Regions from separate parts of the Mus musculus genome. Here region 2 is linked to region 1. Evidence: chromatin contacts called from public Hi-C data. All regions are on one chromosome and are shown on one strand. The core of a region is the stretch at or near the end of the contact, and the rest is flanking DNA. Distances in the headings are between cores, read along the strand shown. Region 1 overlaps Lrmda (leucine rich melanocyte differentiation associated). Region 2 overlaps Lrmda (leucine rich melanocyte differentiation associated).

The links. A called contact is a pair of places that touch in the nucleus more often than the background predicts.
Region 2: a Hi-C map of uterus shows a contact between it and region 1, with 8 times the contacts expected there. The contact joins two enhancer-like sites. A contact is called at or near these places in 4 of 484 Hi-C or Micro-C datasets (the Patski cell line, nephron progenitors and uterus), 3 of 115 datasets of contacts at active chromatin or transcription factors (acute myeloid leukemia, bone marrow-derived dendritic cells and vascular smooth muscle cells) and 3 of 9 other capture datasets (adipose tissue, embryonic stem cells and pancreatic islet).

What each region holds. Positions count from the first base shown.
Region 1 is chr14:22,781,801-22,787,108 of GRCm38.p6, reverse strand. The region is part of intron 5 of Lrmda (leucine rich melanocyte differentiation associated); the gene reads right to left. The region is part of intron 1 of Gm30926 (a long non-coding RNA gene); the gene reads left to right. Among named protein-coding and RNA genes, the nearest start is that of Gm30926, 17 kb to the left of the region's middle. Within about 2 kb of position 3,283, at least 60 of the 459 cell types and tissues checked have an H3K27ac peak or open chromatin away from gene starts, as enhancers often do. A contact at or near this core is called in uterus, where this site is marked.
Region 2 is chr14:22,606,696-22,612,161 of GRCm38.p6, reverse strand. All of the region lies in intron 5 of Lrmda (leucine rich melanocyte differentiation associated), which reads right to left. Among named protein-coding and RNA genes, the nearest start is that of 4930405A10Rik, 67 kb to the right of the region's middle. Within about 2 kb of position 2,276, at least 15 of the 459 cell types and tissues checked have an H3K27ac peak or open chromatin away from gene starts, as enhancers often do. A contact at or near this core is called in uterus, where this site is marked.

The DNA.
Region 1 (5,308 bases), core at 2,034-4,533:
GCTGCTGTGGTATTAGAAGCTGGGCAACATGGATTTGGATAGACATATTTTGGTGGGCAGGGGGAGGGGAATAAAAGGTAAAAACCCCGATAAATCCCCTAAGACATTTCTACTCTCTTAAGATGGAAAGATTAGATTGCTGTCACTTGATGCATCATCTATATCATGACAATATGGAAGAGTGTGCCCCAGGTGTCTCAGACACATAAACAGGGAATTCTGAACTCCTAACAGCCTTTGAGGGTTGGTTTCCACTGGAGTAGTGAAAACCACTTGGCACAAAGGCACAAAAAGTCTGAGAGCCTGAAGCTCTGTCCAGTTTGACCTTGAATCACCACCTAACCCATCCTCCCTCTGGTCATTCTACAACGTGGTCAAGAAACCTAAATTGAATGTTTGAACCTCTTAGCATCTAGTTTATAGAAGTGATGTTCTCTTCCAACCCTGAGGTCACTCTACTGGTTAATAGATGGGCTGGGTTCACTATTCAGGTTGTCTGAGTTCCAGCCGAGTGTGCTTTCTCCTACCACAGGCTACTCTGTAATGTTCCAGCAACAAATTATCCCTATTAAAATGAGCTGGAAGAGCAGGTCATCTGATGAGCAGTCTCCAGAGGGAAGACCTACATCACTTTATCACCTCCCACACTGCGGTAACTATTGGTGTTTATAAAAGGATGGAGGCCCTGGCATTAGAAAACGTATACCATGGCAAGTCTTTGAGTGAGAGCCAGAAAAAGAATAAAAAGCTCCGAGTGACCCACTGCACTTCTCCACTGCTTCCTCAATTAACTCCAAACAGACTTTGTCTGGGATGGAGTGATTTAGTTTCAAGGCAAGGTCAGTCCCACACACCCAGAATAAAGATTGCCAAATATGCTTATTTGAGCTGAATTACATTTGGTGGTTTAATAATATGAATTTACTGCTTTTTCAATGGGGACTCTAGCACTGGGGAGAACTTTAAAATGCATCACACTTAAAACATAAAATTAAATTCAATTAACTTTTATTGGGAGGCTAATACACTAGTACCCTAGAGGGAGAAACAGCTCTCTTGCTTTCCCCAGATTTTTCAAGCAGGTTTCTGGAAGCCTGGCCAAAGATAGAGGATTGGCTTGTTCCCCAATAAAGAACTTCATTGGTCAGTTTAGCATCTGTGCTGTCTTGATGAAGAAGCCTGGGCTTGAAGGCACCCAGCTAAAAGACTCCAGGGGCACAAAACCTAGAATAACAAATAGGTAGAAAATACCATGGATGGGCCTGGAGAGATAGCTCAGTGGTTCAGGGCACTGGCTGTTCTTGTAGAGGAACTGTCCTTAGGTCCAAGCACCTACCAAGGGCTTACCACCATCTGCCAAAACAGCTCAAGGTATCCAATGCCCTCTTCTGGCTTCCATGGGCACCAGGCACACACATGGTGTACATACATAATGCAAGCAAAACACTCATACACACAAAATAAAAATAAAGAAATCTTTTTGAAAAAAATATCTAGAAAGGATGGGGATTTAAGAAAGAAAACACTTTATAAAAAATATAAGACAAAACGAACATGGGGTAAAGTTCTGTATAAAATTCACCCACTTTCTTGTTGCCAAGACAAAATATAATCTATGAAAACATACATGTATGTATGCATATGTGTATACACATACCACAATTAGCCACACATTAGTATACATCTATTAGAGGTTCTCAGTCCAGGCTTTAATGACCTCCTTACTACATTGAGATATTATAAGTTTTTAGACCATAAGAAATGGAGAGGCATTTCTTCCTTTGTGTCTCATAAATGGCCAGTTCAGACATAAGCAGTCTGGCTTGGGAGAAGCTGAATCCTGAAGAGAATGGCCAACCATATTCCACAGACAGAATGAAATCATTCACTTAATCCCCGAACTCGTATCTAATGGATGTGAGTACATCTTGTGTTTTGTCCTAGGCACTAGAGGTTTGTGAGCAAAATAGGCAGAAATACTACCAGCCTTGCAACTAGTACAGAATTGGGAAAATACAGAAATCAAAAACACCTCCTTCACTATCCTACTAAAATCAGTTACAGACTCAATGTGGAGCCCAGTAAAATGTGCTAGCTCTTGTATAGGTTTTCTGTACACACTGCCATGGCTTCTGTGTCTTAAAAGAGCACAGACTTACTGTTTGAATGTTAGCCATTTGTAAACAGGTCCTGGTAGGTGAAATCAAGCTGCTTCTTTTGGATGCTGTGAGGAGTAGAAATGCTTGGAGTTGCCCCTGCCCTGTCTCTCCTGCATTTCTTTCTTTCCATCATCAAAGTGCACTCCCATCTCAGCCCTCTTCATCGCATCACCTCCTGTCCCTGTGACTTTCTCTGAGTCCCTCTACCCAGTGACTGTGTTTATACCAGGCCCATGTGAACAGCCAGAGCTCTTCGAGCTTTGACTGATGGCCTAGAGGCACAATGCTTTCTTGCTCGTTTCACCATTCCATGGTGAAAGACAACAAAACATTCGAGAATCAAAGATCACAAGAATGTTCAAGGTCTGGGTTTCCAAGAGTAAGTAAGATGATGTACTGGAAATGTGTACTGCTATTATTATACCGTTGTTACAATTATCCAGTGATACAATTATCATAGTTGAGCCCACGTCTTCGACTATACAAACCATTGCAATGTCCAGAACTCTCTTCCCACTACTTAAATTACAATCTACTTTGTAAGTCCCTGCCTTGTTCATTCTCTCTGCCTCCTCAGCTAGGAGTGATGCTGTTTTCTTCCCTTCCAACCTCCAGTAATGTAAGCACCAACCATTTAAGACTATGTTATTATCATTGTCATTATTATTATTAGCCACACACACACACACCCATGTATTGTGAGGAAGGCAGAGATGTTTGTCCTATTGCTTACTTAGCACAGAGATGAGGCCACAGTAGATCATTTTTTTTAGATCACTAAGTGACTAAGTGGACTGGTTCCAGAGTTTAGTCCTCAGGGGTCTGCATGAAAAGCACAGTTCCAATGTCACATTCAAGGGGAGCCAGCTGTGAGCTTCCTCATTCCCCTACTACACTGCACTCTGACTTCCAAAATGAAAGCAATCCCCATCTTTCCCAGACATCATGTACAAGATGATGCCCTCCCAACCAGGATGAGGACGGCTTCTGGCCTCCATCTGTGTGCCAAGTAGCACAAGTGTCTGCTATACACCCTGAGGAAGGCAAACAGGACACAGAATAGAACAAAGAGCTCACACCAGTCAAAGCCAGTTTGAGCCAGTCCGCACTGCTCTGAGAACTCCACCCCCCCTCCCTCCCAGCTGGCAAGAGGACAAGAAGAAGATCACTGACTTCAATCTTTGGCCTCCTAACCACGAAAGGACTTGTGAAGGTGAACGGTTTGCAGACGAAGGGGGATATAAAAGAGACAAAACCAGGATAAAAATTAAATAAAAAGTAGCTGTCTTAAACTGTAATTGCAGTCCTCTGCTGAGCACGCTTGCAGATATATAAATGTGATTTACCATCAGCTTGCAACTACAAATCAGGTCTTGAGAAACACTTGTGCTATGAAATTGTTTAATCTCATCAAGCTCTGCTTTCACAGCAAGCCATAAATCACGGAGTCTTTGTTATCATAGACCTCCACCAGCGCCTCTCTGGCAGGCCATGGATCGTGGGTATATATAATCTTGACTGCACAAACACTGGGGTCGACGCAGGCTGAAATACTTTCATAATAGCCACTGTGCAGCTGCTGGAACACAAGCCCATGATGGATATCTCATTTCCTACAGTCGGCATCTATTTCGAGCAAATTATTACCACATAAATTTCTTGTCAACAGAAACGGCCAATTAATTAAGTTAAAAATTTACTTGTGATCACATCTACAAACCAAATAGAACGGCAAGGCAATTTTCCAGTTACTGAATATACTGCAGGTCAGTTTAATGAATAATTTTTAACTTTGTCATAAACTCAAAGACAGGCTAATATCTCCAGAAAACTGAATGGAGACCAGCTGCCGACAGATTTACACAAAATATATTTATGGGGAATTTGATTGCTGACATCTGGGGACAGAAATAAACTTTCTATAATTACAGAGACATCTTTGCCATATATATGGATTTCTTTCACCCAAAAATGCAAATATGTCCTCAGGAAGGGTATATTTATATGTTCAGGCAGGGCTACAATGGGGTTCGATGGCTTTTGGAGAAATCATTGCATTAAATTTCTTTGCTAGTGATGGGTTCAGTATCATAGGGAGAGACAAAATCATGGGCAAAGACCTGTTTATCACTGACCCACACCTGTCCCAACCCCAAATCAGCTCTCTCTCTCTCTCTCTCTCTCTCTCTCTCTCTCTCTCTCCCCCTCTCTCTCTCTCTCTCTCTCTCTCTCCTTCTCTCTCTCCCTCTCTCTCTCTCTCTCCCTCTCTTCCCCCTCTCTCCCCCCTCTCCCTCCCTCTCTCTCTGAGGTGGTACACCACTTGGCACATGTCCAGCAGTGTAAGCAGCACTCAGAGGCTTTGTCAGGTAAGGCAGACGGACATAGCTTCCCCACAGAGCTGTGATGCCCATGAACCAGATCTGCTTGGAAAATCAGGCCAGCAGAGGGCCCTATAATAATTCCTCGTCCAACCATGTGTCTTTGAACTGAAGGAAAACCATGGTGTGTGTGTGGGGGGGGGGGGGAGGGATGTATGTGTGGGGGGGTGTAGGGGTAATTGTCCAGTTGAGTTATGGGCTATGGGTACAGGGACACATGGCAGATTTGATTACAGATAGGGATTTACTCAGCCAACTACTTGTGAGAGGTAGAATTATGACTTTCATAAGGGCCATCCCCTTACCTGACATGTGGAGAGCATTCAAGGTCTTCCAAATCATTGCTCCTGTCTGTCTCTAACAGGTCCTTTGACCTTGTCTCCAGCCTGCCACTGTTACATGAGATAGTCTCACAGCATGCCCTTTGCCTTTATGTTGCCATGACTCTGAGCCAACAAAGGAACTTTACATTTCTAGTCCACTTCCCATCATCTTTCAACTTTCTAGCTTGAAGATGGTCTCCATGGCTCCTTGACAGTATAAGAGACTATGGCTCTTCATTAGGACATATCCCTCCACCTAGAATTTGAGTGGCCATGATGTTACCTTGGCCAGAAAGGGCAGTAGTGAGTTCGGAGTCCGTGAACTCTTCAAGGAGATAGCAGGCAACCACAGGGTGGGGGTGTTGTCATGAGATTGAAGGTCTGTAGGAAAGGACTCTATTAGTTAGTCCTGAATGCTAGGATGGTTGTGTGGAAGGTCCTTTTGGTA
Region 2 (5,466 bases), core at 1,027-3,526, 170 kb after region 1:
TAGAATGATTGGTATTATGCAAAGATTTGGCTAACAGTCTGAACGCACATTCACACTGATCAAGACTGCATGCTGTTAATAATTTTCGGGATGCTCAGGGGAACCCATAATTCCCTTGGACTGCAACTTAACAGGTCAATGTGTGCTTTGTAGGAGCACCTACAGAGCCTAAGCCCATAGTTGCCAAGCCATGCCAGCCAATAAGACTCCATGAAACCTGCTCCAAAGAGGGTCTTGAAGTATTAAACATAACTTAAGACCCACTTCTCGCAAACCTTGTTGGGTGAAATGTCTCACCTGAAACAGACCATCAGCTTGAAAAGTAGCACCTGGGAATTTAACCTAGCACCTAAGGTTTATAGAGTTACATCCTGCCTTCCAGCAGGCTTGGGGATGCTGTTATTCTAGGTAAGCATCATAAAGGAAACGAGCATGGTTGCTTACACAGATCTTGATACACACTGCCAGCATTGTGCATAAGACTAAAATCAAGAAACAAGAACAACATGGTATGGTAATTGATGGCTCACAGATCAAATTCGACAGAGAACTGCACAGTTTGTGATAGGAATATGTGGAAGAATACAGAAAAAAAATGAGAAAAGTGTGAGCTAGAAAGTGAAGTTTGAAGTTTTTGATATACAAAAACCATGGAGAGGGCAAGAGAAGAGAATGGAAGGTTGTGTAGTTGGCATGTGGAGAGTGGATAGAAATGAGTTTCCTTGTTAATATCTGTCTTGCTAGAGTTTCATTCTGTGAAAAGACACCATTATCACAGCAACTGGGGCTGGACTACAGTTCAGAGGTTTAGTCCATTAACATGATGGTAGGAAACATGGTGACATGCAGGGAGACACGGTGCTGGAAAAGTAGCTGACAGTTCTACATCCTGATCAGCAGGAAGAGAGTCTGCCATTGGGCTTGCCTTGAGCTTCTGAAACCTCAAAACCCATCCCCAGTGACACACTTCCTCTGACAAGGCCACACCTAAACTAACAAGGCCACATGTCCTAATCCTTTTAAACAACGCCACTCCCTATGAGCCTATGGGGGACCATTTTCATCCAAACCACCACAATATCCCTTAATAGGATCTTAACACTTTTTTAAATGTATAAAAATAAAATAAAACGGTACTTTGGGCTCTTAGTCTGAGTACCACACACATGTCTGTGATCCAAACTTCACAGGTAGGTCAGAATATAATATATATATATATTATATATATATACATAATATAATATAATATATATATATATATATATATATATATATATATATATATATATATATACACAGGTGGGCAAGGATACAGAGCCTGGGAAGTCCCACATCCGACATGCTGCTGACACAGTTACACATACAGGAACAGCAGCTGGAGCCCTGAAAATTCTTTTATTGTAACGCATCAAAATTTCCAAACACAAAGGCAAGAAGAAACCACGTGGAGTAGTTCACCCTCATCTCTAGGAACAAGGAAGGACTGGCCCTCATGCCGGGGAACCAATATCTCCTGTCATTTGTAACATGCCGTTGCCTTATGAGAGGTGACTAAGGCTCATGTCCTCCAAATCATTCTACAAAGATGCCAGGGAGCCCTGGTGAGAGACTCAACTTTCCTAAGTGCTTCTGGGACTCAGAATAGATTGTCAAGGAAGATCTGGCCTAAATTAACTCATTAACAACAGGAAGAGCTTTTAGAGAATTGATTTTTTTAAAACCTATTAAAGATTTCTTTAATTCTATTTGTTTATGGGTGTGTACATGCACTTACAGATGTATATGCCCATGTGTGTGTGTGTGTGTGTGTGTGTGTGTGTGTGTGTGTGTGTGTATGTACATGCTCTTGTGCTATTATCTGGTCCCTCAGAGCTGAAGCTTCAGGTATCTGTGGAGTGTCCGGCTTGATATAAGGGTGCTGGGGCCTAAACTCCAGTCTTCATTATTGCCTAGCCAATGTTCTTAATCCCTGGGTCACCTCTCTAGCCCCCAACAGTGGTTTGGTTTTTAACGGACCCACTACTATAGTCTGCTATTATCAACATATATCTATCTGGCAGATGGTACTGTTGCCACCATGACACAGCTCAAAGTCAGAGAAATGGGGGGACTTGCCCAAGGTCACCTTTAACTGCTGGCAAGGAAGCTGAATAGCAGTCCTTGGATGGAGACTCTCAGCATAGCTCCTCTCGCTCTCTGACACACTTTGGGGACTGAGCGTGGAGTGCCTTTGCACAGGGTCTATAATTAGTTGTCTGGTCCCAGTTGCTAGCAGGGTAAACAACGTCTGATAAACCCACAGCGCTGTAAGTATTTATTACACTGCAACCCAGCTGCCAACTGCCTAACCATTTTAATAAAAAGCTATTTTCTAAGGTTTATGTTTTATTGCGTGTATGACTCCCTTATTGGTTAGCATTTTGGAGTTGTGGAAAAGGTTATGAATTTAGAAACTGGCTGCATTCATATCATATTTAAAACTTAATGCTATTTTATTAAAGACATATGGGCCTCTAAAGTACACATATTAAATGTCATGTAAGAAAAGTAGCAGTTTAAATCATGGTCAAGTTCATTTTTGACGTGACTCCTGAGGCTTCCCAAGATCTGAACTATTTCTTTGTAAATCTGGCAGTTTAACCGCACTCATAAATCACTTTCAAAGTGTATTATTTCTTAATTTTACTGCATTAGAGAGTGTTTGGCCTACACAGTGAACTGTTTGTAGCAGTTATATGAACAAAGTTGCACATTAATCCCACAGAGCTTGGAAGAAGAGGGAGAGGGAGACGCTTTCCTCCCAGGGTCAGTTTTCTTCCCACTGAACATTTCGTTTGTACAAACAGAGTCCCCGCTCTTCCTGTCCCGGCCCTCTCATCTAAGCACAAGTCGCAAGTTGGCCATGGAGCTGTTCTCAATACAAGGAAGAAATGAATCCTTTGTAACTTAATCTTTTCCTAAACAGCCCATGACTAAAAATTAGAATGCATGTAGAAATCTTTTTTTCTTTACACATTATACTGAGCAGATACATTTGGTTTTTTTGTTTGTTTGTTTGTTTTTTTTGTTTTTTTTTTTTTTTAATGTGGCTTTTTGTAATTCAGGACTTGGCTGTTCTGTAATTATCCCAAGATCTGATATCTCCACCTTGGGTTTCAAAGTCCTTCTAAGGATGAGATAATATTCTTTGGACATGGGTAATAAGCCCCCAACGTCACTCCCCGGCCTTTTCTATTCCACTTTGTGGCTGAAGGGAGCCTAATCCCAATGACAGATTCCAGGATCTAAACCTCAGCCTTGACGTCCAGATTCGCCAAGGGAGTTGGAGGGGGATTAGGAGAGTTGAGTCCAAGGTCATCCAAATGAAAGGGCTTAAGGGCTTATTTCTGCATCAGGCGTCCTTCTGCTGAGATGAGGCTGTGAGAAGCCTCCACCACAGCTGTCCTGTCTACCAGGACTGTGTCCTGTTGTCCTCTCAAGTGTATCTGTGACCCTGGACCCTCTTCCTTTGTCTGTTCTACACTAAACCTTGAATGCTTTCTTGGGCCTGGATCCCTCTCTCTACAATTCCTGTGGAATAAATGGCTTTGCTCTGTGTTACAAGACTCCCAAATTCAGGAGCTGAGACCTCCCTGGGAAGAATGTATGGTCTTCTTTTCTCCTTTCATATTCAGCGAATACATGCTTAGTTAAAGCCTTTCAAATTATTGCCTAAAGCATAAATCTTAGAAAACTCAGTGAGGCAGGGTGGGAGAAGAGACTGGGCTCTCTCCATTTGGAGCTGCAATGTGTCCTATTCAAATTTATTTGTTGAAATCTTAAAATCCAACCTAGCCCCCCAGGAGATCATTAAGGTTAAATGAGGCCGTGGTCATGTGGTCTATAAGAACAGAAAAGATATCCTTTTGGTTTTCTCCATACCTAGACCTTAGGAGTAAGAGAGTCAGCTCCTGAACCAAGCCATGCTACTACACCAAGCTTGGAATTCTAGCACTGTGAGAATTCTAGCACAGGTTTATTTGGCCTCTTGAGTTTGAGGCATTTTGTTACAGCATCTGAGCTGACTGATACATGCCCCCAAATCTATTGTAATCCAAAAGTATCTTCTCACTGTCATGTCACAGACTGTTTTAAGATGGTGTGGCTAAGAACATTAGCTGTCAGTCTCTAATGTACCAAAAACAGTCCCAGCGCTATACACAGATTCTATAGCTCTGCCCTCACAACAGACTGTGGAGGACACACTTTAACTCCTGACTTCACAATAGAAAGACAGATAGCAGGAGGTACAGCCTCAGCCTGTATCCCAGCCTTGAGCATAATCCTGAAATATGGAGCATCCCCAATTTCTACAGGGAACAGCAAGTCCAACAGGGGTCCACAAGTGAAGAATGGTAGGTATATTGCAGAGTACAATAGATGTGGTGCAGTTAAATTGTAAACCTATGGAGCCCTCACAAAAAAAGGAACTAGCATGACTGCACTCCGAAAGACCTAACAAGCAGCTGAAAGAGTCAGATGCAGATAGTTGTACCCAACCAATGGACAGAAGCAGCTGACTCCTGTGGTTGAATTGGGGAAAGGCTGAAAGATGCTGAGGAGAGGGATAATCATGTAGGAGGACCAGCAATCTCAATTAATCTGGACCTCCGAGATCTCTCAAATCCTGGACCACCAAACAGGCAGCATACACCAGCTGATATGAGGCCCCCAACACACATACAGTAGAGGACTGCGGGGTCTGTGTTCATTCAGAGATGTTGCACCTAACCCTCAAAAGACTGGAGGCTCCAGGGAGTTTAGAGGTCAGATGGAGTGGGGCGTGGGGAGGAGGTATGGGATATGGAACAGTTGGAGGGTGGACAGGGGCGGGAGGAAATAAAATATGACATGTAAATAAATAAATATTTTTTTAATTCCACACATAAAAAGGAAACTATATATATATATATAGATAAATAATATGTGCATGCGTGTATACACATGTATATGTGTATGTATATGCATTTATATATATGCATATACACATACATATACACATATGAATATGTGTATATATGTATATAATATATATGCATATGAGTGTATATATGTAATATATATATATATATATATATATATATATATATACTGAGCCTAGACAGAGAACATTAGCTTGCTATTGAAAAGAAATAATGAATTCTAATTCAGGTAATGTAGCTCAAAATTTACCGCTATATTTTAAAATGTTCATGAAAAATGAAATTATGCTAAAACTTCCTTGGTAAAAAGGCTAAGTAGAATTGCTGTCGCTGACAATGGCACTGAGATTGGCTCAGTTAAGATCAAAGGAAGCAGCGCACAGTGCATTACTGATGGCACTCTGCCTGTCTGATCCTTTAAGATGCTCTGTGTTGAGACAGAGGAGGAATGAAAGAGCAAATTGTCCCACCAGCATTTGGTTCCCTATAGGAAGACCTGCCCTAC